2 separate regions of the Gossypium hirsutum genome follow, and region 2 is linked to region 1. A link is a contact called in public Hi-C data. All regions are on one chromosome and are shown on one strand. The core of a region is the stretch at or near the end of the contact, and the rest is flanking DNA. Distances in the headings are between cores, read along the strand shown. Region 1 holds the start of LOC107886365. Region 2 holds the start of LOC107886361.

Region 1 (4,622 bases), core at 1,116-3,615:
TATATTATTAAGGTCATTAAATTTATCACCCTTGCAGGCATGGTCAGTTTTAATATTATAGTGAATATCTTCATCTTTTACCTTCATTCCATCATTTTGAGATGTAAAATTTGTCTCCATATGCTTTCCCTTCTTTTTAATGGATGCTTGATAAAGTTTCACTAAATGCTCATGCGTATGATAGGTACATGACCAATGCTCCTTCATACCACATCTGTAGCATATATTCTCAACAATCTAAGGATTATTTTGACCACTTCTTTATTGTCTTTCATTGTTATTCTTTTTTTGGTGGTTAGAAGTATCATTGTTATGACCACCATGATAACGATTACTAGTACGTCCTCGACCACGTCCCCTATTACATCCACGACCACGATCACGACCTCTCTATTTTCTATTTTTATAATTATTGTGCACTGCTACATTCACTTCAGGGATTGGTACAAAACCAGTAGGACGAATTTCATGATTTTTTATCAACAACTCATTATTTTGTTCAGCCATCAAAAGGCATGAAATCAATTCAGAATACCTTTTAAAACCTTTTTCACGGTATTGCTGCTGTAGAAGCACATTAGTAGCTTGAAAGGTTGAAAATGTTTTTACTAGCAAGTCCTCATCAATTATGTTTTCTCCACATAATTTTAGTTGAGAATTAATTTTTAAAAGTTCTGAATTGTATTCACTTACAGCCTTAAAATCTTGCAACCGTAAGTGCATCCAATCATAACGAGCTTTAGGGAGTATTACCGTTTTTTGACGGTCAAATCGTTCTTTCAAATTTTTCCACAACTCAAGAGGGTCTTTCACAATGAGATATTCCACTTTTAATCCTTCATGTAGATGATGATGAATGAAAATAATTGCTTTTGTCTTTTCTTGATTAGATGCTTCTTTATCTACTACTATAGTATTTTCTAGACCTTTAGCATCTAGGTGAATTTCAACATCTAACAACCATGACAAAAATTCTTGCTTGAGATGTCTAAGGCCGCAAGTTCAAGTTTGGCAAGATTTGATAATCACTTGAATCAAAATAAAAAATATTAGTAAAATAATAAGTATTCTAAATCGTAAAATAATTCAATTATATATACCAAATTTGCTAAATAATAATATGTATGTCAAATATTGGCGTAAAGAGAAATAGTCATAATAATAATTTAGCACAAATTACATTAATTGAAATTTCTTTTAGTAAAATAAAAACATGTATATATTATTTTCATTATTAGATTTGAGTTGTAAAAATAAATGTCCAAATGTTACCCAAAGCAAATAGTTCATCTAGAAAATAAAATAAAAGAATTATGAAAATACGTATACTGTAAATAGTTTAACGGGAGTTATACGGGTAAATTATATAAAGTTGAAATGATGTGAATTTCACTATAAACTTGTAGAAACTTGTGCTGATAACATATTATAAAACAATCAAATAAAAGAACACTTAAAGTAAATAGAGAATTTTCTTGTATCTTCTTTTCATTTACAAAAAAAGTTTTATATATAAGCTATTGACATTCAATGCAACATAAAGAAATGAAGCTTATTTAACTGTTTTATTGACACGTACATTAAGTATGTTTAATAATGAATGAGGAGTTTAACTCATTACTTTTATAAATGTTTAAATGTTATAGACATTCATTTAATGTATTTACAACAAAAGGAAAATTATTTTAAAATTTTAAATTAATTTGCAGTTAATATTGAAGTAAATTTGATTAGAATAGTTTATTAAATAAAAATAAAATAATATTTTTTTTGAAAATACTTATATGCATAAGACACTTAAAATTCTAATAAATCTTTTAAATTTTATATTAATGTTATGCAAATAATTTCTACAGCATTAATTAAAAAGTTACTATAGAAACTCAAATTTTAAAATATTTTGACAGGACTTTTTAAGGTAAAAATCATAGATTAGGGCTTATTTAACTATATATTATTATAATGTAAGGGCTTCTTTAAACGAAGTCTAGTAGTCTAAGCAGTTTTTTAAATATATTAGCCAAGAAAATTCAGGCTTCGTTTGGATGGGCGATTGACTGTGGTGCGGTGCGTTTAGCTTACTTTTTATCTCACGCTACAGTATCACTACAGTATTTAATCTCACCGCTACCACTGTTTTTACACTAACCGCAGCTAAACGCACTGCTTATCCAAACTCACCCTCAATCTCTATAGAAAAAAAAAATGGCTCTCTAAAGAAAAAGAAAGAGAAGAACGTGGGAAATTCACAAGAGGACATATTCGTAAATATGTGAAACAGGACAATGGTGGCATATTCGCTTGACATGGTGGCTCTTTACGTCATTTATCAAAAAAATGGAGGGCCATTTATAGAATTAACCAACAAACTTAGCAAATAGGGTTGTTGCGTTGTTTAACGATTAACCAAGCCTTTGATTTCTCCAGTTTCCCCTTACTAAACCCCAGCGATTGCAGGGCAGAAGCAGTTGAAAAACCCAGCAACCAAGAATAATTTATAACTAAAGAATAAAATTTGATTTCTTTCCTTCTTTGAATATTTTGTTCTCATGGTACTTTAGCAGTCTCCGTTGCTCCCTATATACACTCACACTGTATCAACATACGCTCCAACCGTAGCCGGCCATGGCTCTCCCTATTGGAAAGCTAAGTATACTCGTCGGTGCAGGTCTGTGCCATCGTTGCTCCCCTCAAATTTCTTTTTGAACTTATGATTCAGTTATCTTTTGGATTTCTGAGGGTTTCTTACGTTTTGCGGTTGCTAAATCCGTTTAATATTTTGGGTTAGTTGAACTAAATTTAGGGTTTTAGATGGACCCTTTGTTTCGAGTTGTGTTTAGCTCGTGGGATTTATGTTGTTCGGTTTGTTGGATTCTAGGGAATGGCTACTGGTTATGGTGCTGAGTTGGCAATTGATTTCATTGAATTGGGGTGGTTTTATCTGGCTCCTGTGTTTTAGTGCTTTGTTAGATACCGTATAATGCATTAGGGACCAAGGTCCTAGCTGTGGGACTGGGATTGAAACTGGAACGGGAAGCTGGAATCTTGTTTTTGTTAGCTTAAGATGATGAGCTTGAAGGAAGATTTTACAAACAGAGGGGGCCTCTGTAGATTTTACAGGCTAGTAGGCTGGAGTGATATTCAATGGAACTGTAAATGTTTATAATATCAAACGGTATCTATATGTTGTAAAAATGACTTTGTTATCTTATTGTGAAGTATCTTGATGCCTTCTCTACTAATGGAAGATGATCCCTATAGACATTTATGGTCTAGGATAGTAATTTCATAGGCTTAGTCTTTACTTCACCATTGAGAGAGAATAAAAGCATCGTTTTTTATTCTAAATCGATCAATTGATTAGACAAACTCTTTGCTTTGAAAATTATGATCAAACTAGTATGTTCATATGTGAACATATTATTTTTATGTTTGTTGAGTAAAAACGTACCTACCAACTTGGATATGCCTCAGCCATTAGAAAGAACCACTTTTCTAACTAATTTGGCTGTTATTTTCTTTCTAGGTGTTGTTGGCTCAATTCTTGCGAAAGAAGGACACATGCGAAATCTTTCTGATTTTGTTTGTGGTGCTTTCAAGGTACTTTTTCCATTTCTTAAGTGAAATGCAATTTTCTTTTAATATATAAAATTGAGATGATGCTGCAGTTCCTTTCTTGCTGACTTGGTAATAATTTCTCCTGCTGCAGTTTGCTTTTCGGCAACTTAAACATGATGATTCTACTCCATCAGGAAACAAGCCACGCAATGACTATTTGATGGATCAGGTTTATACTTGATCTCCTATGCCCATTATGAGTAAACTATAATATAGTAGCTTCTGATATTTGGAACTGTTTCTGCTTGTTTGATTGTTATAGTCGAAAATTGAGATGCCAATTGAACAATGACAATGATTTTTATGATGTTCTATGACCCTTCAGTCTTTTACTAAGTAATTGATGATTGAAAAGAAATTACCAGCCTCCAGGTGTTATTGATGATTATAACTAATTTTTACCTCTGTTTTGTAGTGATGAAATTTGGCTGCATTTGCTTCAAGATTAATTTCTTTTGACATTTCTGTATGGTGCTAAGGAGTTGGTTGCTGAGTCCAATTTTAAAATTCTATGTTTAATTACATCCTGAAAAAAAAATTAGCATGTGGCCTGGAAAATTGGTAGATTAGTTTTTGCATATTGTTAATTATCCTATGTATTTACATGTCTTTGTTACTTCATTGAGCAATATATTATTGCGAACGCCAAGCAGTCTTGAACCTTATTCATTCTGTGTGCTTTTCATTTCATTGATGATGGCTCCCTATTATCCTGATACCAAGCTTTGTTTATTTATTTATTTATTTATTATTATTTTTTTGAGAGTAGCTTTATATTTGAATTTGTAGAATTTTATCTTGTTCAAATTTGTCAACTTTTGCAGGTTAATAGCCTAAGGCAGGAACTTCAAATCTTAGCATCAAACAGACCAGTTACCATTGTAACTGGACGTGGATCAGGTTATTGTTGTTTCCTCTGAAAGTTGAAGGCAAACTTTTGATGTTGATCATTTGCATAAGTGGCGCATACACTTGCTGCAATTTTTTACAGTGTACCAAATTTG
Region 2 (4,622 bases), core at 1,305-3,804, 370 kb before region 1:
CCTAAAATCTTCTAGCTCCTCAGATAGTCCCACGTAGCTCGGCTTATGGTTCCACCTATGTAAGTAACATGTTAGTCGAAACATATAATAAAAAAATTATTGTACAAACTATGTATTTGTTAATAAATGATGTTTACCTTGTCACCAAACGGGAACATGTATGGGTCAATCACCTTGTGATGTAGAAACGATAGTCGCTACTAGGCCCATGACTGCAGCAAAAGCAGTCAACCACTGATCGACGCCGCACTCGATACCGTGACTCAATATATCTCCCGGTATAATATCAACAATATGGAAAATCTCCAACTTAGTTTTTCACACTCATTGAAGTCCACTTGATGTAGTAGTCACTTTATGTGCACCAAATTTCGAGATTTTTCAGGCATTAAAATGCCCCGACTAACCTCATGATGTATGCTCGGGTGTATTGCTCTATGACCTCCTCCGTTCGGTCTTTAAGGAGCTCGTCAAAATTATCTTTCAACCAGTTGATCGATATCCGACCACCTTCGAACTTGTCCTGGACCTTCTCCAATAATGTTGTGCAGAGGTCCTCTTTACTCGAAACGATCGCTGATTTCGTGATGACTGACCCATCCATTGGCAGACCGAGTTGTAGCGCTACGTCCTTGAGTGTGATTGTACACTCGCCGCATGGAAGGTAGAAAGCGTGTCTTTCGGGCCTCTATCTTTCTACTAACGCGCTGATTAGTGCCAAATCAAGTTTGCAGCCCCTGAACATGCAAGACGCATGTAAGAATCCAACCACTTACAAGTAGCCATGAATTTCAAGGATCGTAGGCTTTTCCATATCATGAATGAAGCCCTGCAGAACACGATCATCCGTCTACTTACACAATAAAAACAATTTCATCAAATTAAAAAAATTAAATTTAACATTATTGAAATAAATGAAATTTAAATTTCCGTTGTACCATTACTGCTTAGATGGTCGAAATATGCTTGTTGTCGAAGTAGATTAGAGAGGCGGCCATCGTGAAAAATTGATTTTGAACAAATACAATACAAGATAATAAAAATATTATTATTTTTAAATAAAAATATCGAACACAATCAAAACGAGTAAGTTGAGAGACTTGAGAGGTTTGAGAGAGTTGAGAGAAGGGTGTGAATGAAAAAATATGAAATTTGGGGGTATTTATAGGGTAAAAAAACTTACCGTTGGAATTTTAAATTTTTTACCGTTGGCGCGACAACGTTAAAAAAACCGTTGCTTTTTTATCATTGAGGGAAAGCGTGTCTAGCTAGGTGCGCTTTCCTGACACCTATGCAGAAAGCTTGCCCACTTGTACGCACTTTTTATTTCTCTCTCCTAAAATCGGCCTATTTCCCTAATTAATTTTGAAACCGGCCTAAAAGCCTAATTAATTTAAAAAACAACCTTTAGGCCTAATTCTTTTTTTAATAGCTTAAATTCTTTTTTTCAAATTCCACCTAAATAGGTGATTTTTTCGAAATTGCTCATAATTTACTAATAAGTGATTGGATGCAATGGTAAAATATATTACACTCTTAAGAGGAAAATGAAGGTTCGAACTCTGGAAAGGAGAGTTAAGAACCCCAAATATGAACCATAAACGGGACATGAAGAATACAAAAAAAAAATTCTAATTTTATTTGGTTTAATAGACATGTATTTTTATTTAATTATAAATATATAATTTAAATTTTATTTTATTAAAACTATTTATAATTTTTTACAAATATAACGACATTTTTTATATTATTTATTTTTAATATAATTATTCTTCTTTTATAATTATTTTTTAATTTGTAAAATTCTATTAACTTAATATTTTATAAACAAATTATTTATAAAAAAAGCAATTGAAAATCCTAACATTTTAGATTTCATTTGTATTAAGGTTTTTAAAATTTTAAAAATAAATTTATTTGTCTGGATAAATATATTAGAAAAATTCAAAATCTATGAGTAATTTCGAGAGAGATTCTCAATTTACTTTTTTAAATTCCACTGCTTTTCAAATTTCTTCATAATTTTATTTAATTTAGTACATATGATTTCATTATAAGATAAAATATTTAATTTTAAAAGATATTTTATTTAATTCTAATATATATTTTTAAAACTTTTATTTTATTAAAATTATTTATAAACTTTTATAAATATAATGATATTCATATTAAATTTTTTATTTTAAAATATTTTTTATATATAAAATTATAATAAATAAAATATTTATCCAATGCTAACAGCAACTGATTTAATTTTAAAAATGATTAAAATGTTATCATTTAAAAATTCTTAAAAGCAATTGCTTTAATTCATAATTCGAAGTACCCAAGTTTAAAATGAAATACAAAAACGAGTAACTGCTTATCCAAATAGATTAGATCTAAATAAAATAAAAAAGTTAATCTAATAAATTTTCTTTGCTTTTTTTTTTATTACTTTGATTTGTATAAAATTGTGAACACCTCATATAGTCTTTTCTTTTTAATATTTTAACTTACACATAGATAATCAAATAAACTCCAACTTTTAATTTATATTATTCAAAATAATATATTATTCAAAATAAAACACACATTGGAGAGATAAAAAAAAAAAACCCACCTTTAAGGTTGTCCCACAAAAATCCCTACTTTGATTACTTAACTATTTTTTGTAACCTTCCTTTACAACTTGAAAGTTGGAAGCAAAGCTTGGCAGGGAAACCACAAAAAAAAAAAAGAAAAAGAAAAGCAAAGCATGAAGCTCAAAAACAAAGGTAAAGTATATCCATCCCCTTCTTCTTCTTCTTCTGCTTCTTCTAGTGAAGACCATCTTTCCGTTTTAAACCTTCTTCCAGCTGCAATTTTAGTTGTTGCTTCAGTCCTTTCTCTCGAGGACCGACAAGTTTTAGCTTACATGATTACAAGGTCTCTCAAAACCACCACCACCACCACCACCAACCCTTCTTTAATCTCTCCCAAGAAAAGATCTTCCAAGAAACACCCACCACCCTCCGCCGCCAAACCCTCCCATAAGCCGCCTGATTTCGACTGCGATTGTTTCGACTGTTACACCACTTATTGGCTTCGCTGGGACTCTTCTCCTAACCGCGAGCTTATCCATCAAGTTATCGAAGCTTTTGAAGATCACTTATCCAGTGGCGAATCCCACAAAGCTTCCAAGAAAAATGCGCGTCTCAAAAGGAGGGATGCTAACACCAAAACAGTCTCTCGCATTCCCGAGAACCCGGTTTCTGACCTCCCGGGTCACCAAGCCCCCGTCTCCACCGAGGAAGCACCTGTTTTTGCTGATGACGTCATTTTCACGGAGAAGAATGTTGAAGAAGAGTCAGCTGTAGCGGTGGAAATGACGGAGGAATATCCGGTAGCGGAAGATAGTGATGTGGAAATAGGTACGCGGCCGCCGCCGACAAGTAACGACAAGGGTTTGGCTAGGAAAGTGTTACCGGACATATTAGGATTATTTAATTCTCGTTTATGGGGTCTTTGGAATCCAAATGTGTAATTTTCTGTTTCAGAATTTTTCGAGACCTTAAAACTGAGGAAAAAAAAGAGAATATTATTATATTAAATATTATTTAATATTGGGGTGGCAATATCGATAAGATAGGTCAATGTTCTGCCCAAAAACCTCTTTCTCGTGACCTTAACCCAACCTTTACCACGCCTCCTTATTTTTCTTTTACCCCTCCATCCTAAATCATACATTTTGTTTTTTAATTCAATTTAAAAGTTTTGTTTAATATATTTTGTAAATTTATTTATTTAATAAATAGTTATATTTTTTACGAAATAATCAAACTCTTAAATACTTTTTATCTTGTAATTTAATGATAATTTTTGGAGAATTAGTGAATGATTATTTATGTAAATCATAAACTCAACAGAAGATAAAAGAAAAACACTTACCCAGTCATAGGTAGAGATGAAACTACATCAAAATTTTAATCATATGGTTAACTAATCGATTTTAAATTCGATTATTTAGAATAATTAGGGTTAAAATCAAAATATTGGTAATTAAAATCAAATAACAACAAATAAAATAAAGGATAGCAATGATATAGCATATTTCACAAATAAATAAAATTAATCCTTTTTATTTTACCGTGTTGAGATTGTCATGGCTTATTTATTTTTTCTTTAATTTTTTAAATACAAATTAAATATAAATAGTCAAAACTTTTCACCAATATAGCAAAATGAAAATATATGACAGTAAAACGAACGTAGCCATACAAATAATGACAAATGAGATATTGTTGAACTGAAAGGAGTTGCCTTGTCCAACGTACAAGGTCATGTTCCGGTCCCAATTATTTTCTTATTCTAACAAAGAATACAAATGGCAAAAGTTAAAACATGTTATGGATCACTGCTCACTGGATCGTCTCCTTCCTATTTGTTCTGCTTTCACCTCACCCACCACCAATCTCATCACTTGGGAACCACACCCATTATCCGACCTTTCACACACATATATGTAAAACATACTGAAACTGATGACTGACCCTTTCAAAACTTTTATCATCCAACCATCAGATAGGGAGAGGAATCTCTGGGAAAAAGCTTGACCTTTTACTTCATATTTGCTTTCAACTCATATTATCTCTCCCATTGCT

What was found. Hi-C and Micro-C count contacts between places; a contact is called where the count stands out from the background.
Region 2: a contact with region 1 is called in a Hi-C map of leaf, with 2.5 times the contacts expected there. The contact joins the promoter of LOC107886361 here to the promoter of LOC107886365 in region 1. A contact is called at or near these places in 5 of 34 Hi-C or Micro-C datasets (callus, hypocotyl and leaf).

The regions. Positions count from the first base shown.
Region 1 is chrA03:78,501,381-78,506,002 of Gossypium_hirsutum_v2.1, reverse strand. It overlaps LOC107886365, which reads left to right and starts at 2,365. Exons shown (of 14, transcript XM_016810291.2): 1 at 2,365-2,668; 2 at 3,527-3,600; 3 at 3,710-3,787; 4 at 4,443-4,518. The coding sequence starts at 2,626.
Region 2 is chrA03:78,874,420-78,879,041 of Gossypium_hirsutum_v2.1, reverse strand. It overlaps LOC107886361, which reads left to right and starts at 2,554. Exons shown (of 1, transcript XM_016810286.2): 1 at 2,554-3,572. The coding sequence starts at 2,738. The coding sequence ends at 3,505. LOC107886363 (a long non-coding RNA gene) reads right to left here. Exons shown (of 9, transcript XR_005913845.1): 9 at 4,196-4,620.